Linked DNA regions of Mus musculus: region 2 is linked to region 1. Evidence: chromatin contacts called from public ChIA-PET data. All regions are on one chromosome and are shown on one strand. The core of a region is the stretch at or near the end of the contact, and the rest is flanking DNA. Distances in the headings are between cores, read along the strand shown.

Evidence for each region. ChIA-PET counts read pairs in DNA pulled down with a chosen protein or histone mark.
Region 2: an RNA polymerase II ChIA-PET map of memory CD8 T cells shows a contact between it and region 1, with 7 read pairs. The contact joins two enhancer-like sites. A contact is called at or near these places in 2 of 115 datasets of contacts at active chromatin or transcription factors (large pre-B cells and memory CD8 T cells) and 1 of 9 other capture datasets (adipose tissue).

Annotation. Positions count from the first base shown.
Region 1 is chr12:16,005,968-16,011,501 of GRCm38.p6, forward strand. It overlaps Gm36235 (a long non-coding RNA gene), which reads right to left. Exons shown (of 8, transcript XR_872507.1): 2 at 1,170-1,275. Among named protein-coding and RNA genes, the nearest start is that of Gm36235, 6.8 kb to the right of the region's middle. Within about 2 kb of position 2,409, at least 112 of the 459 cell types and tissues checked have an H3K27ac peak or open chromatin away from gene starts, as enhancers often do. A contact at or near this core is called in adipose tissue and memory CD8 T cells, where this site is marked.
Region 2 is chr12:16,565,968-16,571,501 of GRCm38.p6, forward strand. Lpin1 (lipin 1) reads right to left here. Exons shown (of 21, transcript NM_015763.4): 6 at 5,197-5,295; 7 at 2,423-2,552. Among named protein-coding and RNA genes, the nearest start is that of Lpin1, 21 kb to the right of the region's middle. Within about 2 kb of position 3,199, at least 73 of the 459 cell types and tissues checked have an H3K27ac peak or open chromatin away from gene starts, as enhancers often do. A contact at or near this core is called in adipose tissue and memory CD8 T cells, where this site is marked.

The DNA.
Region 1 (5,534 bases), core at 1,159-3,658:
GGCTGCTAATTGATATAGAAAGACCCACTCTGGATGTGGGTGACATCATTTCATAGGCTGGACCCTGCACTGTGTGACAGTAAAGAAAGTAGCAGCTGACCATACAAAAGCAAGCTCTTGACTACACGTGGTGGGGCCAGCCAACTAATATGCCTGCTTCCATGATTACTTTGAAATTACTGAACATAACCTGAAATTGTAAATTAAAATAAAACTCTTCTTTCTCTAAGTTGCTTTTAGTCAGGGAACATTATCACAGTGACAGAAATAAAACTAGAATACCCCCTTTACAGGGTTAGACATGAAAAAGAGGCTAAGATTATTGCTCGCTCTCTCACTGATTCAGGCTTTGGAGTTGATCGTTCCATTTTGTCAAGGAGACTGGACAGAAAGGAAAGAGGCAACAACTTGAGAGCATGTCTTTTCAATTGTTTGCGAGCAGTGTGGAAGGAAAAGATCTTGCCACAGTGAGTTGGAGGTTTAGCAATGAATCTTTGAGGCTGAATGTCCTGTGGTTTGGTGGTGTGATTTTTTTTTTCAGTTCTTCAGTTGTAGCCCTGGGATCTGGCATCTCTGCCCTAGAACATTCTTCTCAATAACATGGGTCTATGCTATTCAAAGCATACTTCTAAGATACCTAACAAATGTCTCTGGGCCTTAGCACCATTAGCTGTGTGGCGAGTGAGGTCCGAATCAGTAGACTTAAATGCCATTCCCACCTTGGTGAGCGTCCCTCTATGAATTCAACTCTGTGTGCCTGCATGTGTCCCAGTGCCCTCTGGTTTCTTGATGGATGTCACAAGAGAAATTCTCTCACTATAGCGGAGGGAGGATCCTTGCTTGACGTGTTACCCTTCAAAGTTGTTTCCAAGCCAAAGATTTTTGAGATGACTTTGTGGCGAGGAAGACCATGAGTCATGCTGAGCTTACTAATTCTATTTCTGGAAACCGTGGGAGGTGGTGTGATGTTGTGGAGAACAACAGAGCACTGCAGACACCCTGGTCTGGGATTGGATCTTGATTGAAGCTCACCAGCCTTGTGGGACTGAAGTAGTACTCTGACTCTGGACCTCACTCCCTTTCCCTGTGAAATGGGTTGTTGAGTTGTTAAAAAGACTCATAATACAGCATCAGGACACTATATGCTACATGGACAGGACAGAACATACCTTCTGGAACATACTGCCAGGAAGTATAATAGTCTTGAAGCTTCACAGACACTGAAGGTGTAGGACACCATATTGTTTTCAACTTCAGTGTTGCCTTCTAGTAACACTGTAAGAACGTAATTATATACTCTCCTTAATGGTCAAAGATACCCAATACATTATCCAGAAAATAATTGTTTCAATTATACCATTTAACCCTCATTCTCTCACATCTAACATAGAAATAATAACAGCTTCATTGTTTGCTGAAGTTAAAAGAAATTGTAAGTAAACTTGTTGAATTTGAATAGGGTTTAAATGCATCTATCCTTTTAGAGATCGGATAGGTGCTGTGTGATGACTCTGCTGTATGCCACATGAGCTCTGTCTATAAAAATGCTAACTAGTATGTATTGAATTCTTCTGTGGTCCAGGGGTTAACAAGATATTCTATACATTTTTCAAAGCAACATCCTGAGAAGGCTCCATTGCTTTAATTTTGAAAATGAGGAATGTGTTCTTTAGATAGTTAAAGGAACCTTCCCAATTCCCCTGGATACCATTCTGGGTCTCCAGCCACAAAGTCTGTGACTTCCCCAATACATGAGCCTTGGCTCTTGTTCTTCATTACTGCATAGACAGCCATGCAGGACTCCTGTCCTTGGGAAGAACATCGTGATTGGATAGAAAGGTCTTGAGGCTGATTCTTTCCGTTGGGGTGGAGATGTAGTACCTGCCCAGGCTGAGCTTCCCCTAAAGTCAGTCACAGAGCTAGAGATGGAGAATTGGGCATTAAATTCCTTTTGTCTTAATGCAATACCTAACAGGAAGGAGAGGAGGAAAGCACATCATGGCCAAACAAGAGGAGTGGCATTTCCAGAGCAGAACAAGTTTGAAAAGAGAATCCCAAGCCCTACAAAACCAAAGAAAGTTTTTGATATAAAGCAAACCATGGCTGCCATGCTATATTTGCCCCTGCATATGTGAAACCACCATTTACAGAGGACAGTTAAAATATTTCCAAGCCCTGTCATCTGTTTTCTTTTCCTTGGACTATTGATAGTTCTTTTGACAACTCTGGGACCCACTGACTTAAGACTAGTGGCCCTGGAGAATTATTATTGGTGAACCTCAAACCAGATACCTTATGTGGAAGTAGTCACCAGGGGAGGGATGGGTGGCATCTACATGCCAAGGCACAAGGTTGAATCAGCAAAGATCTCTCTCTGATCTGTATTCTTATGTTTAGACATAAAGCCCAGACAGACAGTGTGACACCTGTCTTTCACACCAGAAAACCAGGGTCTAACATCTGCTCTGGTGGCTTCATTCTGACTTGTGGCTTTGAGCTGGCTAGTTCCTTCCTCTTTTCAGCCTCTGGGTCTTACACTCTGAAGCCTTCCACCAGCCACCAAGCCTCTGATTGCTTTTGCGCCTCTCCATCTTCTAATTTCGATTTTAGATCTCCTTTGCAAGTTTGCATGGCATTTCTTTATCCACATACTTCCTGTAACATGTTTCTCGAGATTTTTCATTCGTGGGTAGTTATCTACTGATCTCGCCAGCAGGAAAGACCTTCACAGAGCTTCCTATCTTAAGTGCATTTAAGGTTTAATGTACAGGGGCTCTTCCCCAAGGAAGACTTCACAAACAAGTCACAAGTTTGTGCAGGACATTTCTAGACCTCCTGAGAAGCCATCTAGACAGACTGTCCCTCAGAGATAACTATTATCAAATGCTCTTCTTTCCTATCCTTAACTGTGCTGAGATCCTGAGATGTTACAGCCCATCCCCCACCCCAAAGAGAGTATAGTAGGAAGTGTGTACAAAAGTGTGTACTTAAGCCCCCACCTCCCACCTGCCTCTGACACTCAGTCTCTGAGCAGGCTTGAGGTGGTCACTTCTGAAGGAAGTGCTGAGGGGGGGTTGGGTGGCTAATCCCATTGTATCAGCTTTCCTGGGAAGTAATTCACACAAGCATACAGTTATATTAATTATTAACTGCTACATTTCAGCCCCAGGATACCTGCTAGGCAAATTCTCTACCAGAGAGCTATGCTCTCCTCTTCTGAATTTTGCTTTCAGAGACTGAGCTGTTTACCTCTGCCAATTAACATGTTACTACGTCATCTCCTTCTGCCTCTTTTTGGTATAGTTTTGACTGTGTAGCTGGCTTAAGCCAAGCTTGTAGTCACACCAGGCCTGCTGGGCAGCACTGATTTGCAAACCCTGGTCTCTGCTAGCTTTTGGAATGAGTAGCCCTGACCTTCTCATGCCTGTTCAGCTAGTGTGGGGCAGGAAGGGGAAGGGTGGAGGAGAGTTCCCACCCTTTCCTGCATAACAACACAGGACCTCAAACGTGCACCCGCTACCCAAACAGCCAACAAAAGAACACTGTCTTCATGTGCCTTGTGTTTCTCCTTGCCCAAGTCCTCACATGAAATCATCCTTTAAATCCTTAAATTGTGCTTTTTAAAAAGGCTCTTTCAACCAGGCAAAATTGCCTCATTATTTGCAAGAATGTATCCACAATGCAAAAATAGTATATGAAAGAAAAGCTGCATCAATTAATATCCACATCTTACTCAGCTCTAGACAATAATTGCTAAAAAGAATGATTTCTACTAATTTAACATATTATCTGGGGTATGAAGAATCTTTCCTCCATATGGAGAGAAAAGAAGCACTCAGATTGGTCTGAGCAGTCCATGAGCCTTCTACCTGGCCTTTGTATTGTTATTATCATTATTATTATTATTTTAAATAACCCTGCTTATTATACTTCAAGAGGTTCCAGACAAAAAATTAGCAAGTTGTCTGCTGATGAATCACTGACAGCAAAGGCTGCAGACAGTGGAAGCAGCTGCCACACTTAGGGAAGACCTAGCAGATTGCAGGAAGGGAGCCAGAAAGCCCCAAGAATTGCCTCTTGGAGGCCTGTTTGACTTTCTCCAGCTTGCACTATTCAGTTTCCTCACCAGGACACTGGCGAGAAGGCTCTGCCGCAGATGTCTCTGGAGCTGTAGATTGGCATTTGGACATTTCTCCGTGTCTCCTGATGAAGCCAGGACTTGGCTACGGTGGTTCTCACAGGAGTGCACACAGGCAGGAGGACCCTGGTATGCCATGGCTTTCTCCTTCCTAACTTAGCTTTGTTTCCAAAACTCAGCTTTAATGACTGAATTAATTTACTATGTGCAGGGAGAAAGTCGCAAAGCCTGCCATTACAACCCACTTGCATCCCCAGTTCATGCCCTGTGCCCTCTCCTTCCCACCCAGCTTGCTCAGATTTCACCGAAAGGAGACACTCCTCCCCAACCGGAATCGCCTAAGGCAAGCTCACTGTGTGGGAATAAAGATGAGTGTGGCTCTTTCCCTATGCAGCAAGAGAAAAAGGAAGAGAGATTCTTTATCCCCCACACTGAGGAAAGCGCGTTAGTGTTAACTGTTACAAGAGCTCCTGTTGCCACTTTATGAAGTTAGCCTAAGAATGAGGAGATAGATGGAAGCGTCAGTCTTTGGACAAGCTAGGTAAAGTCAGAAATCACATTGGGGTGAAAGCAGGTTGGTCAGCCGTCCTGCGTCAAGCTTATCGTTGTGCGTCAAGTTTATAGGGCTCCCACCTTCCTTGCATGACCAGAAGAGAAACCGAAATGCAGAGCGAATGTCATGGAGAGAAAAAAGGAGAATACAGGCTGGAGAGATGCTTGTCCTGCTGGCATGAGAGAATGAGTTTGGACGCCAGCACCAACATAGAAAGCCAGGCTCAGAGACACTTTTGTAATATCAGTTCTGGGAAAGAAGAGCAGGTGGAGCCCTGAAACCCATTGCCCGGCTAGCCCAACTGAACTGATGTGTTTCAAGTTCAGTGAAAGGGCCTGTTTCAAAAAGTAGCTTAGTTGCTTAGCATTTAGGAGCACTTGTTGCTCTCGGAGAGGACCTGGGGTTCAGTTTCTCAGCACCCACATAGTAACTAACCAACACCCATGACTCTCTTCCCAACGAATGCGATGCCCTCTTCTGTCTTCTGGGGACAACAGGCACACACACGCAGCATATACAAACATGCTGGCAAAGCACTCATACACATAAATAAAATAAAATAAAATGAAATAAAATGAACTTTTTTAAAAAGTAAGCTAGAGAGCAATTGAGGATATTTAATGTCACCCTCCGGCCTCCACATACACATGGGCAAAGCCACAAAGATAGAAAGATATACTAGGGGCAGGGTTTCTGTGTTAAGGCAGCTCACTTGAGTATGCTGACACCTCTGTGGATGCAAATGGAGGCCTGGGAACTCGCTCTTCACCCCTGCAAAGCTCTAGCTTTCTTTCCTTGGTGCTCTGGAAGATGTCCCCAAAGCCTTCTGGAGAGTTCTGTTTT
Region 2 (5,534 bases), core at 1,949-4,448, 560 kb after region 1:
GTCTTTGGGAGGGGTGGCATGGCACGGTGGGAGCTGTGGACACTTGGGTCCAAAACTGAATCGAAGACAAGGAGGAGGGACACTGTTGCTGGCTATGACAACTCTGATCCATCTACCTCGTGTGCACCTTCACGGGGCCATCCCTGCTGCAGAGCAGGAGCCCCCGCCCACACGGGAAGTGGGTCTCACGGTAGGACATCCTTCAGAAATGAGAATAAATGCATCCCATCTATGCAGGACAGTGTGGGGAAGGGATCCTGCAAGAGCAATCTCTGTTACCACAGAGCAGGAGGGTGGGCACTCAGCATGGACAGCAGCTAGAACGGGTAAGGCTCTCCCTGCTGCTGGCCACGCGCAGTCTCTCTGGGACCTGGGATCAGGATGCATCGATATGCACCCACTGTGCAAATACAGAGCTGCTTACTTAAAACCTGCATCTCTCTAGACACACCTATCAGATTTCACTAAACTTTCTCCCCAAAAATGGGACTGGAGAAGACATGGTGGTGATCAGTTTGCACCAGAGGGAATTTACCATGCAGACATCTGCAGTTACAAAAAAAGGAAGACAAACGAAAACTGATGCGCACAGGCAGGCCCTCCCTAGCTGATATCCCTGGGCCCCTCACAGACAGAACCAGGCCACGGTAGGTAGATCTGCAGTTAGAGCTGCTTGGCCAGAAGCAGCCAGGTCTGCACTGTCACACTAGCTCTCCAGCAACTGCTGAGGGGGATGTGTTAGGATGGCTGGCTGGACCAGTCCTGAGGCTCACAGACAGAGATTAGAACTCTCCACAGAAGCGCAATACAGCCTGGAAGGGGAAAGAAGCCACCCATAACCAGCCACAAGAGACCCACTCTCTGCATTCACTCATGCACTCATTACATGCACTGAACGGAACTTCAAGGGACCATAATATCCTCTAAGAACCTTGTGATATAGATTTAATGTATATGTAAACGTGTGTGTGTGTGTGTGTGTGTGTGTGTGTGTGTGTGTGTGTGTGTGTGTGTGTGTATACATACGTATTAGATATATCATAGACAGGGTCTTGCTATGTAGAACTTGCAAGACCAGGCCTATCTCTGACTCCCCCTCAAGTGTAGGGATTACAAGAATGCACCACCATATCCAGCCTTTATGATTTATTCTTAAAGGTGGAAATGAAATCATTTAAGATGTCTGTAATGCGCTGAAATATGAGGCACAGTGTCTTGAAACAAAATCCTGTCATCCTGTGTTCTTGGAAGTGTGCCTGATTTATTTATATATATATATAAATGTATATGTAAATATATATGTATGTATATGTGTGTGTATATATATATGTGTGTGTGTATGTATGTATATGTATATGTATATGTATATGTGTATGTATATGTATATGTATATGTATATGTATATGTATATATATATATATTACCAACTGTATATGTGAACTTTACAGGGTGAGAAGATGAGAAACCGAGGCACACCCAAGAAGGAAGAAAGGGAATACTGAGCTGGAGAGATGGTTCGTAAGTTGGGTTCCCAGTACCCACATCTGGTAGCCCAAGCTACCTAATCATAGCACACTACCTGGGACTCCAGCTCCAGGGAATCAATGCTCCTGGTCCCCTTGGGCGCTTGCATTTATATGCAAATGCACACCATGTACATCATTACAAAATATTTTTTAGAGAAGACTTGAGGAAGTGACTTCACACACCATCTCTTTCAGCTTATCTGTCTATTCATATATTTTACTGATAAGGATATGCAGGCTTCCCCATGTCCAAGATCACCTTGCTGTCAAGTGCAGTGGGGAACTCACACCCAAGGCAATGCGCCTCCCAGACCCTCCTGGCCTCTACCACACGGAGGTTTTCTCCATCTCCTCCGGGGTGTACAAAGGTTTAGGATCAAGACCTCACCAACTAGATGTTAGAACTATTCCCCACTGATGAGCTGCAAGCTTCGCACACTGCGGTCCACTGGCTTCTTCTCGTCCTTACACCGCACACACCCCCATCTCAGCCCCAGTGGCTTCTCTCTACAGGAGAGCCTAGCCTTCCTAGATAACAGCATTTCTTCCAAGGGGCTCAGATTGCACCGCTCCATTCCTACGACATGATACCTCTCTAACCACCATGGGCCTTGGGGAAGTAAGGCTGCAAAGAAGCTAGGGTCTGTACACAAGCTGCGTTATCTTCTTTACTGACTTTGCATTTTTATATTTAATATATATTTTATATTATATTTGCGATATACAGTGTAGGTTCTTTTGTTCAAAATACACAGCCACACCCTGCCCAGAGGCACACTTGCTGAGTCAGCACCCCGGGAGTCCATCCCTTTACAAAGCTGGGATGGTAATTCCACACAGATGGAGCTAACTTACACACCCTCGATGCACCGTAACACTGAGATTCAAAGGCTTACCTTTGCAGCCTGTGGCAATTCACCCCACAGCCAGAGCATTTCCAGGTTATTCTTTGGCGTCAACCTGTCTGCAGACTTACTGACCAGCTCAGAGTCACTTTTTGGTGTTGAGGGCCGGGAGCCTGAAGGACTTAAGGAAACACAAAACCATGATTTGAATGGGGGGAAAATCAGAAAACAACAACAACAGCAGCAAAACAACAAAGTAAAAAATAAAAAACCTTTGGTTTTGTCTCAGAGTCAAAGGTTCTAGTAACCCAGAAGATACGTCCCTGGGGCCGTTCCCTCTGACAAGCCTTCCTTTGGCCACTAGAGGTCACTGTTTACCACCTCTAACAAGGTAACAAGGTGGCCAGCCTTGTAGCCAAACTGAAGGACAGTAAAAGGAGCTATAACTTGAGAGGTGAGGGGGATAGAATCAGAAATGGAAATTCTCAATAAACTAAAGAAAGGAGGAGGAGAGAAGGAGGAGGACGGAGAAGAGGAGGAGGACAGGGGAGGACAGAGATGAAGAGGCGAAACAATCAGAGGGGCAAAGAGAGCAAAAGTGGGGAAGGGTTCTTGGGTACAAACTGCTGTCCTTTGTCACACACAGGCTTCTCACCCGTGCTCTCACTTTCCTAGCAAGCACCAGCTCTCCAGCAGGTGCAAAGGGGTCCTGACCAGCTGACACTGTATCCCAGGTTTAGACACTGGCTTTGAGAACAAGGAAAACACCCTGTGTGCCAACTTCACTACACTGGATCACCAGGCAGCTGTCTCCAGGAACCTATCAAACAAAGGCTTTCTGTGTCACCTCACTGTGCTGCTCCTAAGTGACAGTGACGCGCCTCCATTCCACGGCACACATTTTTACTTCTAACATTTGAACCAAGTCTCATGTCTGTTCGGCCAAATTAACGGGCCAAAAGTATCAATGCAGACCCACGATTCTCACAGACACCAAGCTACAAGGCCGGAAGAAATGTCATAGTTCTCTTTCTTTTTATTCTCCCACACCACTTCCCTCAAGAGGAACATAGCAGCCCTTTCACACAAAGCAGGAAATGGCTTCTCTACAGCCCCTATCCGTTCCCCTGGCTGTGCCAAATCTCACTTATCTGAGTCCCATTGCCAACTCAAGATGGCACTTCCTGTTGGTTAAAGAAGAGCCCCGTAGTGCACACAACTCCGTGGCCAAGTGAACTTGTATCTATTTGAGAGATTTTCTACATAGCTAGCCTGGCCTTGTATGGTGCTTCCATAAAGCCAGACCTCAGGCTCTTTGACCCTCGTTTTACAGTGAGGCACAAAGGGCTTCCCCCTTCCCTTGGCACCCGCTGACCACTGATCTTCCCAATGAAAGCACACTACCATAGGGCAACCCTCATGGTCTAGCCTGACTGGGGAGGAGGCTCCTGGTAAATCATATTGTGAGAGCTTCTACGATAGAACCCTACACCATACAGACAAGACACACACACAAAAAGAGCTTCTACAATAGAACCCTACACCATACACACCACACGGGAACTGGAGAGGTAGCTGGGAAGGTGGAACACTAAGGAGAGTTAACAGTTCTTACAGAGGACTGGAATTCCCGGTACCCATACAGGCTGCTCACAGCTGCCTCTAACTCCCACTCTAGGGAACCCAGTGTCCACTTGTAGACGTCACTTACACAAGCACACAGCCACCTACATGAATGCGCACATATGTGCTTTGAAGAGGGGGAGTCAGTACTTATAATTAAATGTAAAATCAATTTTTAAATTTTAAGTCAAATAAAATTGTAACAGTTATGATCCCCAGACAGAAATTAATCAGTGCTTACTTTGATTATAAAGTTTCAAAAGTAGATGAGGAAATGTCCACAAAATTAACAATACCGAGGGGATGTGGGGGAGGCCCTGATAAAAACACAAGCCCATGCCCCAAGACTGGTCCTAAGCCGTTCTTCTAAATTCTGCTCTAGAAATGCCGTGGAGATTGTGGGAACCCATTATACAGAAAGCCTAATAGGCTGTTTAAATATTTATAGTAAGTGGCTATTCTAAAGTGGTGCTCTAAAATTAGCTCAGAGACTTGTCTGTCAATTGCCCCACCACAGAAAACATGGTCTCTCAGTCTCCAGCTCCTTGTCCGGATTTTCAAGGCCACTCACAGAGTCAAGCAGCACCTAGGACAGACCATCTGAGGAATTCTAAGCAAGCCTAATCAGGGCTCATTGCTTAAGAATGCATGCTCACCAGGCGTGGTGGTGCACGCCTTTGATCCCAGCCCTCTCCGGAGGCAGAGGCAGGCGGATTTCTGAGTTCGAGGCCAGCCTGGTCTACAAAGTGAGTTCCAGGACAGCCAGGGCTATACAGAGAAACCCTGTCTCGGGAAAAACAAACAAACAAACAAAAAAACCTCATGCTCCTCTTCCAGAGGTTCTAGGTTAAATTCCCAGTGCACCCACAAGGTAGCTCTCCATCCTTCCCAACTTCAGTTCTGGGGGGACCCACCGCCCTCTTCTGGCCTCCTCAGGCACTGCATGCATGTGGTACACAGACATACATGATGCAGGCACACATTCAAGCATATCAAAGTAAATACATCTTTAAAATAAACATGTCTAATCGCCTACTTACAACTTAAAACGAAAGGAAGTATTTTTTCATAAGTAAGTTGGTTAGTGAGCACAACTGATTTTAAGTGTTAGATCAAAATTTGTTTTATATCCTGCGAGTTAATTTTCATTGCAAGTGATTGGAGTTAGAATTAGATCACAGCTTCTGTAAAAACAGGTCTACCTTTCCGAAGCATGGAAGTGGCAAGACTGCAGAGGACAAGAGCTAGAGAGAACTCCCTCGGCCAGGTGAGGGGGAGTCCTCTGGCAATCTACCAGGCTGCTGGAGGCACCGGACGGACACACAGCAAAAAGAAAGGGGGGGAAAATGTCACAGTCAGTTAAACGAAATGTTCTACCACTGCTTGTGGCTCTCAGCACAACGACTCTAAGAAATGGAAACGTTTGGCTGTCACCCAGCACCAGCAAAAGGCCAGCTACCTTGAAATCCGTAGGAAATCAACGTGACCTTTCTCTTGCGCTCGTCTCCTGCTACCCAGGCTGCCTCAAACCAGCTTTGTA